3 separate regions of the Mus musculus genome follow, and regions 2 and 3 are each linked to region 1. A link is a contact called in public Hi-C and HiChIP or PLAC-seq data. All regions are on one chromosome and are shown on one strand. Each heading gives the region's core, a stretch centred on a gene start, on an enhancer-like site or on the middle of the called end of the contact. The rest is flanking DNA. Distances are from core to core; before and after follow the strand shown.

The links. Hi-C and Micro-C count contacts between places; a contact is called where the count stands out from the background. HiChIP or PLAC-seq counts read pairs in DNA pulled down with a chosen protein or histone mark.
Region 2: an H3K27ac HiChIP or PLAC-seq map of bone marrow-derived dendritic cells shows a contact between it and region 1, with 2.7 times the contacts expected there. The contact joins the promoter of Btla here to the enhancer-like site in region 1. A contact is called at or near these places in 2 of 39 promoter capture datasets (embryonic stem cells and macrophages), 3 of 484 Hi-C or Micro-C datasets (B cells, bone marrow-derived dendritic cells and psoas muscle), 4 of 115 datasets of contacts at active chromatin or transcription factors (CD8 T cells, bone marrow-derived dendritic cells, embryonic stem cells and 1 more) and 2 of 9 other capture datasets (adipose tissue and liver).
Region 3: a Hi-C map of muscle stem cells shows a contact between it and region 1, with 2.9 times the contacts expected there. The contact joins two enhancer-like sites. A contact is called at or near these places in 1 of 15 datasets of contacts at CTCF or cohesin (the NIH/3T3 cell line), 8 of 484 Hi-C or Micro-C datasets (the CH12 cell line, Sertoli cells, bone marrow-derived dendritic cells and 5 more) and 1 of 115 datasets of contacts at active chromatin or transcription factors (CD8 T cells).

What each region holds. Positions count from the first base shown.
Region 1 is chr16:45,281,414-45,284,842 of GRCm38.p6, reverse strand. No RefSeq gene overlaps it. Among named protein-coding and RNA genes, the nearest start is that of Btla, 59 kb to the right of the region's middle. Within about 2 kb of position 1,517, at least 24 of the 459 cell types and tissues checked have an H3K27ac peak or open chromatin away from gene starts, as enhancers often do. A contact at or near this core is called in B cells, adipose tissue, bone marrow-derived dendritic cells and 1 more, where this site is marked.
Region 2 is chr16:45,222,459-45,225,887 of GRCm38.p6, reverse strand. It overlaps Btla (B and T lymphocyte associated), which reads right to left and starts at 1,551. Exons shown (of 6, transcript NM_001037719.2): 1 at 1,427-1,551. The coding sequence starts at 1,535.
Region 3 is chr16:45,328,800-45,332,228 of GRCm38.p6, reverse strand. No RefSeq gene overlaps it. Among named protein-coding and RNA genes, the nearest start is that of Gm30636, 32 kb to the left of the region's middle. Within about 2 kb of position 1,803, at least 28 of the 459 cell types and tissues checked have an H3K27ac peak or open chromatin away from gene starts, as enhancers often do. A contact at or near this core is called in muscle stem cells, where this site is marked.

The DNA of each region.
Region 1 (3,429 bases), core at 268-2,767:
GGAAGGCCAAGTTTTTTGTTGTTGTTGTTTTTTTTGTTGTTTTTTTTTTAAAGACTAAAGCCTAGTTGTTGGCAGAATTCTGTCTTCAGGAGAAATTCCATCCTACTTTGTTTTATTTTTATTTGTATACAAATGCTTATAGTACCTTTATTGATAATAGCTCCAACATGAAAACCATCTAAATTTCTAGCAATTGTTGACCTGGTTAGCAGATTGAGGTCCATCCGTGCAACAGAATACTGTACAACAATAAAAAGATGGAAATTATTAGTAAGGGAAGCATCAAAATATTTCAAAAATAATTATAGAGAGTGCAAGAAGATAAAAGGAGTCCCCATTCTATTTAGGTTTCCAACAAACTAGATGAAACCTACCCACATACAGAGAATAATAATATATGTTAATTCCACTTGAGAATGCCTTTGTTGACAACCTAGAATGATGTTTGACTATGTATTTGGTTACTGTGGCCAATTCAACCTGATTCATAAAATTAGCCACCATGTTGTACCAATCCCTCTCAAATCTGCCAGGCTTGCTGGTCCTTTCCTTTCTTGTATTTCACAGTATATTTTCTCTGGTTCTAAAGCTGTGCCATTGTTCACTATTAATTTCTTCACTTACTTCATTTCATTCCTATTTGTAAATAGTACCATTTGCTTTAATGTATTTTACACATCAACCTCATCTTCCCTTGAATTCATGGGACAATCTAATTTTGTATGTTTGTCTCCCTGTACTGACTTTTAGTCATATTTCCACTCAAGGTAATATCAATGAAATGTAATAATGACTGAGCTATTACCAACTCATTGAACATCACACCACACCTAAATGAGTTGCATGATATCCCCAGGTTATCACACATTACTAATTTGGATAGATAGTAAGATGCTTGGAAGATAATTCAGTGTTTTTCCACCCCAGGAGTTTTAAATATGAGTGGATTTCATTGTTTTAGGAGTTTAGGGTTTCTTTAAAATAAATTGAATAAATTAAAGAGAATCTTCTACTTCACTAAGCAATTCAAATGATTAACTGACTGTAAGCACCCTCAGTTTGTGTTTATTACTTTGGTCATTTATTTTTCTTACTTGAACCTCTACTAGTCAAGTTCCAATCTCTGTCCTTGTCTGTCTCTTTCTCTGTCTATCTCTCTCTTACACACACACACACACACACACACACACACACACACACACACACACACACACACACACACACACACATGTGAGAAAGAGAAAAAGAAAGTTGATTGAACTCAACTAACTCTACTCTTGAGACCCCAAAGCAGTTCATTCCATAAAGTTGGTGCTGTTAAAAGAAAATCACAGATGTCAGAATGATGAGGATAGAACTTTATTCAACAACTATCTCAATAGGGAAGAAGAGCACATGTAATAGAACTCTGCTTCTCCCTGAAAAAAAAGGCTGGTGAATGTTACAATGCTAACTTAACACTAAAGGGATCTCGGCATGTTAGGGAAATTTTGTTCCACATGACAAGGCCATCTGGTTCACTGGTACTTACCCTAGAGGGCAAACTTCCTCAATTCTTTACATCTGTGAGCAGTGGTGGAGCCAGAGTAAGGTGGTCTTAAAGCTGAAGTTTGGCCCTTACCCTCTTTGGGGGCTGGAAAGAGAAAAGGGGAGTTGCTGCCCTCTTGTGTCTATTGCTTGGCTAGGGCTATTAGACTAAAGTGTCAAACAAAGAGTGAGCTAAACAAAACAGTGGAATTTCATTTCTCAGTTAAATGAGATCTGGTACATACAAGGTGGTATAACCATAGACATCTTCCATACTTCTGCCAACTAGAATTCCAAGATTGGGGGTCTACTGATTTAGAGTCTGGTTCAAGCTGTCTTCCTGGCTTTCCAATAGCAGTCTTCTCATCCTGTGCTCACATGGACTTCCCCAGAGTGTGAGAACTGAGAAATCCAGATTTCCTACCAACCAAGATCCTTCTCTAATGAACTTATGTGACTTACAATATTTCCTCAGCAGGCTTATCTTCAAATGTCACCACACAGGAGCCAGTGCAAAGCTTCTTAAGCCTTTCCATTTGACATTTTTTTTTTGGTCTGAGAAAATTTTATGTAACTCCAGATGCACAGATATATAAAATAGACATACAAACCAAGTATTCACTGGTAATAATTCATAAAGAAAATGATTTTAAAACAATTCCTTGCGTGCATACAGTTTTACCATTCATTAAAAACAAAAGTAAGCTTGCATCGTAGTGAAAGGAACATGCTTGTTTGTTTTTACACAAATAATTAAAACGTGGCTGCACATTTAATACTGCAGGACATGGAGCATCTTCAACATTCCTCAAGTCTATGAATCATCAGTCATGTTGATAGCACTACTTCCCATGAATACATGGTAAAAGATATGAAGGATGTTACATGGTAAAAGATATGAAGGATGTTTAGGGTCACTTTAAAAGTTATTGCAAATTCTGCTCTAGTCCTAAGCTAAATTTTATTTATTGATTTTTTTTTGGTGAAACTCAAGTCAGTAATTCAAGCAATGATTTTTGGATATGTATTTATGTATACATATATACAAATATACATATATCACATATACACATATATACATATATATATTTAGATAGCCAAATGAAAATACTGTCATTAAGTCATGACATTTCTATGAGAGTGAAAGACTTTATATGTAAATTACAATAGAAAACATTGTAATTTATAACATACAGTAGTCTGTAATTAGCTCTCCTTGGCATGATCAGCTGGACACATGCACGCACAGTGCACTGTTTATGTTGTGTGTTCAGAGGCAAGATTCAAATGAACTTCTAAAGTGCATCCTGAGTTAGCGCAGCCAGAAACACCTTGGATTTATTATGCAATTAATTTTGAATTCATCTTGAGAACTCAGAAACATTTAACTGTAGCCAAGATTTTGCATCCTCCACATTCTGTGTATACAAGCCCAGCTTAGGGAGCCCAAGTCCTGAGCTCCCACTCGTGAAAGTGAGAGAAACCAACACTCACTTCATCGGCCATTGTACAAAGAGTTTTAGGGGGTGAAATTCAGATGCCAATGAGCAGATAAAGAATTTGCAACTGCGACTTTCTAAAGATAAACTTCCTTAAAGAAGCTCAGGGGCTCACTCACATGCTTAGTGCTACGACATTTTAGCCAGAACAAGCAGGAAATACCCCTGGTGGCAATGACATTTCTTAAAGCAGGCATTATAGGAGACTGAAGTCATTGTAGAGATTTCAGAAATCACCTTAGTCTGGTCATGTCTCTTAGTGGAGGAGTGTGTTTAGAAATGTGCTGAGAATTCTGCAGCTCAAAGTACCAATGTAAAGAACTCTCAGGAACATTTTTCAGGAGGATAACTCCTTGGAAAGATATTTTGCCTTGTGTAAATGTCACCAGAATGCTCTTTCGAA
Region 2 (3,429 bases), core at 302-2,801, 59 kb after region 1:
CTACAATGTATGCCTGCATTATAATCTTACTTCATAACTAAATATCTATAGCATTTGGCGATTTTTAAAACTAGATCTACTTAAGGTTTTAATGTTAAACCTAAGTTCTCATTTAATTGGATTTTATCAAAGGTACTGAAGGAAAAAACTATTGGCAAAGGTCACCATTAACATTTATCAAGCTTTAATTGCATCTACTTACCATAGCTAGGCACTATAGGTATAAGAAAAGGCCAACTGCTAGGTATAATTATATATTTTTTAATGAAGAAAGGAAAACTAAGAAAGGAGAAGAAACTTAACTGAGTTCATAATGTAAGTAGCAGAGGGAATAAATACTCCCACCTGATAACCAAGTTTCTGTGCGTAATAAATACCAGATTATAACATACTGGGTAGAAGAATATAATGCGAATTACAACCCCAATTGTGCTATAAAATTAAAAATATTTCCTTTGTTTCACAGAGTCCAGTCTGCAAGAGGTCCCTTAGAATTAAATAGAATTAATATTTGACTCCTCTTGTCTTTCAGAGGTGGGTAATAATAAACAAGGGCTTGAATGACTAAGAAGAAGTTCTACTCTGCTCTTGGCTAGGTGGTCTTGTGACATCAGATCATTGAATCCTAAACCTCACAGTTCCAGATTTCAAGATGACATTCCACAGGACCTCAGTGGTTCTATTTTTCAATCCAACACGAATGTGCCCAGTTGCTACACGTGTGATGGTGGAAGATAAATAACCCAAGGATCCCAAGCATTACAGACCTTGTCTTCATAAACTATGGAGAATTGTTTCCTATTTTCAGTTGGCGACCATTCACAAATCATCCTGTCCAGACAAACTAAAGCGACACTCATGATTTACTCTTCAGCCTCACATCGAGAAGCCTGCTTAGTACTCTCATAGTACACCCCACAGTATTCTCATAGTATACCCCACAGAAAGAAGGAGGCAGTCTATTTAGATTGAACATTATTTGAGTGTAACCATGGCCACAGCTATAACCACAAGTATCCAAAAGCTTTCCCACCCCAGTAAGCACTACAACATCCTGCTGACATCTGATACCAAGACATGAACGTAACAAGTCTTTTCTGTTAGCATGGCAGCCACAGAGAGTTTTGTAATAGTGACAAATCTGTACTGACACATTTATAACATCTGCTCAAATCTCTTCACTTACCATCAGGACCTGGTTTTAGGAAACTTAGCTCCAGCTATGGATCAGTTTTTGCTCTGTAGCCAGGTGAGTAGCATGTCCTAACTTCACTCACATCCTGGAGCGTTTTCAAGAAGCAAAAGGGACTCATCACTCTGAGCTATATATGCCCTGGACATGAACATCCCTCTCCACAGAGCAAGCTCAACTATCACTGACAGGAACCCCGAGGAAGAAAACCAGCTTTCTTAGTAGGTCCCTTACCATTCCTCTTAGTAGCTTTCTCACAAAGGATGCTCCAGAGGCCCAGATGGAGGATGAAGAATTCCCTAAATAACCGAGGAGTCCCAAGCATGGCAGGCACTGTCTTCATTCCCAGCACGTGTCAGGTAAGGGCAAACTTCCTCTTCCTCCCTAGAGATCTTCAGAGCTGGGTCACGTTATTCACACTAGCAGCATCTTAGGCCAAAATAAATTAATTAATTTAAATCAAATCAGGAGACCTGGTGGGAGAGGACAGTGTGAGTAGTCCGAAGGATTTGTGAGAGCAAGAGGCCCTGCTGTGGTTTTGTTTCTGATCCGACCTGCTGTTCTCTTTCAAGCCCTCTGATGTGCAAAGCAGCTGGCTCCTTGCTTCCGCTCTGCCACCATTCTTGCATAACCTTGAGGTTTTTCTCAAAGTGAACAATTAAACTTAAAAAAAAAAAGATCTAAATTGTTACAGTCTTTAGGTTTAGATTCTGATCAAATCAGGGTCAGGAAATTCATACAAAAAGTACCTATGGTAAGCATATATTTCCCCTTTTTATAGTTTGTGATTATGATACTTCATCAGTGTAATGTATCTTACAACCCTCCCCCCATGCTCCCATAAAGGCACAGTAAGATGAGAATGTTCCTTGTCATGAAACCAATGAAGACTTATCTGACGTTATGGAGAAAATGACTGACAGGGTGCATTTCATCAACAGAAGAGGGAAGGGCCTCCTTCTTCAGTCTGTAGATGCCTATCAACGGAATACATGCTTGCCGTTAGTACTAGCTACACGATCTTCCTAAATATTAAAGTTCTAAGCAAAATGAGCACTTGAGTGCCAATTAGAGGAAACTTTCATTTTCCGCATGCTTTATGTGGTTGTTGTCGAGATGAAGCAGTAAAGTAAGAAATGGAAAAAGTTCAAAATTGGATAGCTCAGGGTTGCTGAGGGGCTGTGGGCACGCAGCCCACGTTCAATCACTAGCTTATAACAACAGGAATTTGGTAATTCCAAATGGAGAGGTGGCACCTGTGCAGTTTAACTCATTGAATGAAATTGAGAAATCTTTCCCTCAGAGGCTAATGGTACCCTTCCAAGGCCAAACTCCATTTAGGGTACCTATTGCATATTTGTCCAGATAAGCCACAGTGGCTGGAATACCAACATGAGTGAACGCCGCTCCAGAATTTAAGGAACTCAGCCAATCCATGCTGATGCTCACGCACCCCTGGTACGCCAGATGATACAGGTAGTCTGCAGAGCTCCTAGAATCTGCACTGTTGACCAAGGAAGCACCCTGCTTATGGTTCATTTTATACAACTCATCCCCCTTCCTTGCTCAGAATGGGGTGCAAAACTCCTGTTGGCAGTAGAAACAAGGCTCAATGTACCTCTAAAATAGCCTAAGAGGTTTCGAAGAAAAGCCTTGAATCACCACCCATCCTAAAGCTCGAGATATCATCCAAACCACAAATAAACTCTGTCAACTCCAGACCATCATAGTTCTCTAGTGGTTCTTGTTCTCTCTCCTCCTCCCCCTCCCCCTCCTCTTCCTCCTCCTCTTCTTCCTTCTTTCGGTGTGTGTGGGTGTATGTAAATGTTTATGTAGGTGTATGAACATGCTGTGTGCTTTCTGCTGGATATATGCAGGGGTCAGACATCTTTCTCAATGATTCTGCCCCTTACTTTTATTTTTTTTTTTTTAGGACAGAGTCTCTCACTGAACCAGGAGCTCATCCATTTCGCTAGAGTAACTGGCAATGAGCTCCAGGAGTCGCCTGTCATTCACCCCAATGTACGACCATAACTGGCCTTTTATGTGGCTGCAGCGGATCTGAACACAGGTCCTCAGGCTTGCACGGAAGGAGCTTTACTGACAGAGCCATCTACCCAGCCTCATGATTTTCTTTTCATACAAAGGAATTCATACGAAGTAGATAACATTTGGAGCAATCTTATAAAACTTCTCACGAATTTGAAATGATGTCCATTCTGATATTTTATCAGTGT
Region 3 (3,429 bases), core at 554-3,053, 47 kb before region 1:
CTCAATCTTTTTATATATTTTTTTTCTTTATTTACATTTCAAATGTTTTCTCCTTTCTAGGTCTCCCTTTCAGAAACTCCCTATCCCATCCCTCCTCCTCCTACCTCTATGAGGGTGCTCCCCCACCCACTGTCCTGTGGCTGTTGAGACTAAAGGACATTAAGAGAGGCCCTTCCAAGGCTGTGTGCTTGTCCAGCCTACTTTTTTCTGCCCTTGGGTCTTTTGCAGTGCCTGAAGCTAAGCCCGTGTACACTTCCTGCTGCAGCTTAATTGTACAGATTTCTTCCTCAAGGCTCCTCCTCTCTGATGATTTTAGCTTGTCTCAAGTGGACAGAAAACTATCCAGCATGTCCATGAGCAAGGAGGTGTTACTCTGCTCAAGTAAGGACACCTCAGCTACTACAGATGCTACAATCAGAGGCAATACCTGACTGAGTTATTGATAGTCAACTGCTATTCTCCACAATCCATATGTCTTCTGTGCTGTCTAGATAGAAAAGTTAAGGGGACATGGTGGGAACCACGACTCGTGCATCTTTCAAGTCCTTGGTAGTGGTGCTCATTTCTGTAACTCCTAAAAGGATGCAACACTGTTTTTGATTCACTATTTTCCTTGGCACGGGGAACTCTAAAGGCTTCCATTTAGCCTTTCCAACCATAATAGCTCTCATTCCCCAGTCAGAAAACCAATGGGAGAAGTCTGCCAACATCTAAATATATCTATCCCAATTATACATTCTGGGATTGGGGGAAAAAAAAACCCACCACCACAGGATGAATTTGAGGACATGCTGGCCCTACTATGTATAGGACATGGGCCAAACTTCCATTAATCACCTGACCTCCAAAAGCTCCTATTTAACTGGAAGGCCACTGTGTTTCTCGGGATCTCCTGGGAAAAGCGTTAATTCAGGACTAGCATCCAACAGACCCTGAAAAGTCTGATTGTTTTCATTCCCCTGGTGTACAGTTACTTTTGTAAAAGGCTGTATTTCCCTCTGGGGAAGGACTGGAGAAAGGCTAATGGTCAAACTTTTAAGTATTTTATCAATATCCTTCCTTGGGGGAATCTGGCCACCCTTTCTCTCACGGAATTCTGGGTCTGCAAACCAAGGCTCAAGGGTAGAAATTAATTCACGAGCCTAGGCTACAACATGAGACCCCATCTAAAATAAGTAAACAAAATAAATAAATAAAACTTGCCGAACTGAAAAACCAGCAACTATTTTAGAAGTCTCTTCTCAGGCTCACTTCCTCATTTCATAATAAGAGCCCTCAGAAATGTTACTTCTGAAATTATGCCAGACCTAGAAAAGCAATAAATCTCTATTATATAATTAAGACATCTCATATTAAGGATGAACATGGACTATTACATCTATTCTTGTTTAATATTAGGAAACTGAGGTTCAGAGAGATGTTAGATTGACTTTCCGTGTAGCCCATAGCAACCTGAGATACTAATCCTGTTGGCCCACCCTTCAGTACAGCACCTAAAGTGTATGTAGACGAATGTTTTGAAGTATCTTAACTTATGCCTTCCTTTTCCCATGTAGAAAAACATCCTGACTTTTTGACCTAATAAAAGGAAAAACCATGACTGATCTTGGGACCAGAATGAAGCAATCCTTCATTGTGGGCTTTCCCACAAGTGCTCACTCTTCGCTCATTCATTATTCACTGGTTTCAAATATTAAGGTTTTGAGATCTTGTTCTTCCAGAGAACCTGGGTTTGAGGCCAAGCAACCCTGTGGTGGGTCAGCATTGTTTATAACTCTTGTTCCAGGGAATCCTATGCCCTCTTCTGGATTCTGAGGGTACTTCATGAATGCAGGTAAAACATCAAAACACATAATTGTTTTAAAAGTAGAAATGTTAAAAAAAAATAGATCAATTCCTTTCGAATGCAGTTGGGCTGATGCTCATGAGACTGAATTAGTGATTGCTAAGCTGGATTCTGACGAAGCTTGGGCATCTTCACTTGGGTTTCCTAGCATGAATTAAGTCTATGCTCTTGATGATCCCAACTTTGAACATTGTAGGATACAACAAGCTTATTCTTAAAAATGACCCAGCTTCAGGTATTTTCTTATAATAACAGAGATCAGAGTAGGACTGTGGGAGAACTCTGCTATTCAGGTCACAATCTCCTGTGTCTGGATGGCTTTCTGAGTTTGGTGCAAAATGAAGGGCTCACTTTCTCAACAGGGCTTCCTTTTCTCTGCCTGACTGTCTGGAGAGTGTCCCTGAACACAGGTGGCTGGCCTTGTCTGCAAAATGACCTTGTGCAGAGCTCTCTGCAGGGGCTGCACAAGTCAGAGCACAAGTCCCTTTCTGGCTTCTTGCCCACATGATAATTATATGCTGTGACCAACCAGCCCTTAGGACATAGGGCATTAAGCCAGGGGTCACTGCAGACCTCTACATTTGAAAGCGAGTTAATAGTGTTGAAGTAGTCCAGCTTTGCTTGAAAATAAAGGAAACTGTGAGACTCCCCACCCAACTGCATGAAACTGGACACTATCTGTCCCACTGCACCAACAAGGCTGGCACTTTCCAGGAGTTAGAAGTTCAGAATCTCAGGTTTTACCAGGGATTCAAATACACCTCTGTCTACGTGGTCTATAGTTCACCAAGTACTCTAGATGTCTGGTAGGCACAGTCAAATTTGAAAAGCCCTAAATAAAAATAAACTTAAGAACACCGTGTTCTAAGCAGCAGCTTTCTATCTTTGTGATGCATAATAGAGTTGTCTCTATGAATCCTTTTATTAATAACACTCAAGTTTATGAGGAAATTGAATTCAGCAAACTTTATTGTTTGATTTCCTTGGGAATAAACCATTCTATTTTTAAAAGAGTAGGAAAGTTCCTAATCAGATTTCTACCGTTCCCACCAACGGTTTTGCTATTGTTGTTGTTACCATCCAAGGCTGTGCAGAAATGCATCTCAGGGTGGACTGTGCAGAAACTTAGAGGTCACTATAACTATAGTTATAAAGGGAGGGATGGCTACTTTTTGATCTGACAGTAGATCTTAGGGGTCACCCATGTGGAACTGGTTTTGCAAGAAGGTAAGAGTTATAAGGGCATAAATGCTGCATCAAGATTCTAGAGAAAATCCTGGGAAGTAGACAGCATGTAACATAGTCAAATTCCCCACTGGGCCTTTGGACAAACTGTGCTGCTGTTCTTGGCCCTCTGGAAATTTCATAAGCACATATGCCATACCAAGTTATAATGATGCCAGTGTGGCCTCTGGGTCCCAGCCCTTTAAGCATCAACATGATTACCTCCATGAATAGCCACTGGTTGTGAATCAAGAGCTGTACCCCTAGAACCTGACACCCTGGCTTTGCTTTCATTTCTCTTCAGTGTCATGATGACCCTGGCTGATTTACCGTTACCGCAACTTCTGGCATGTTGAATT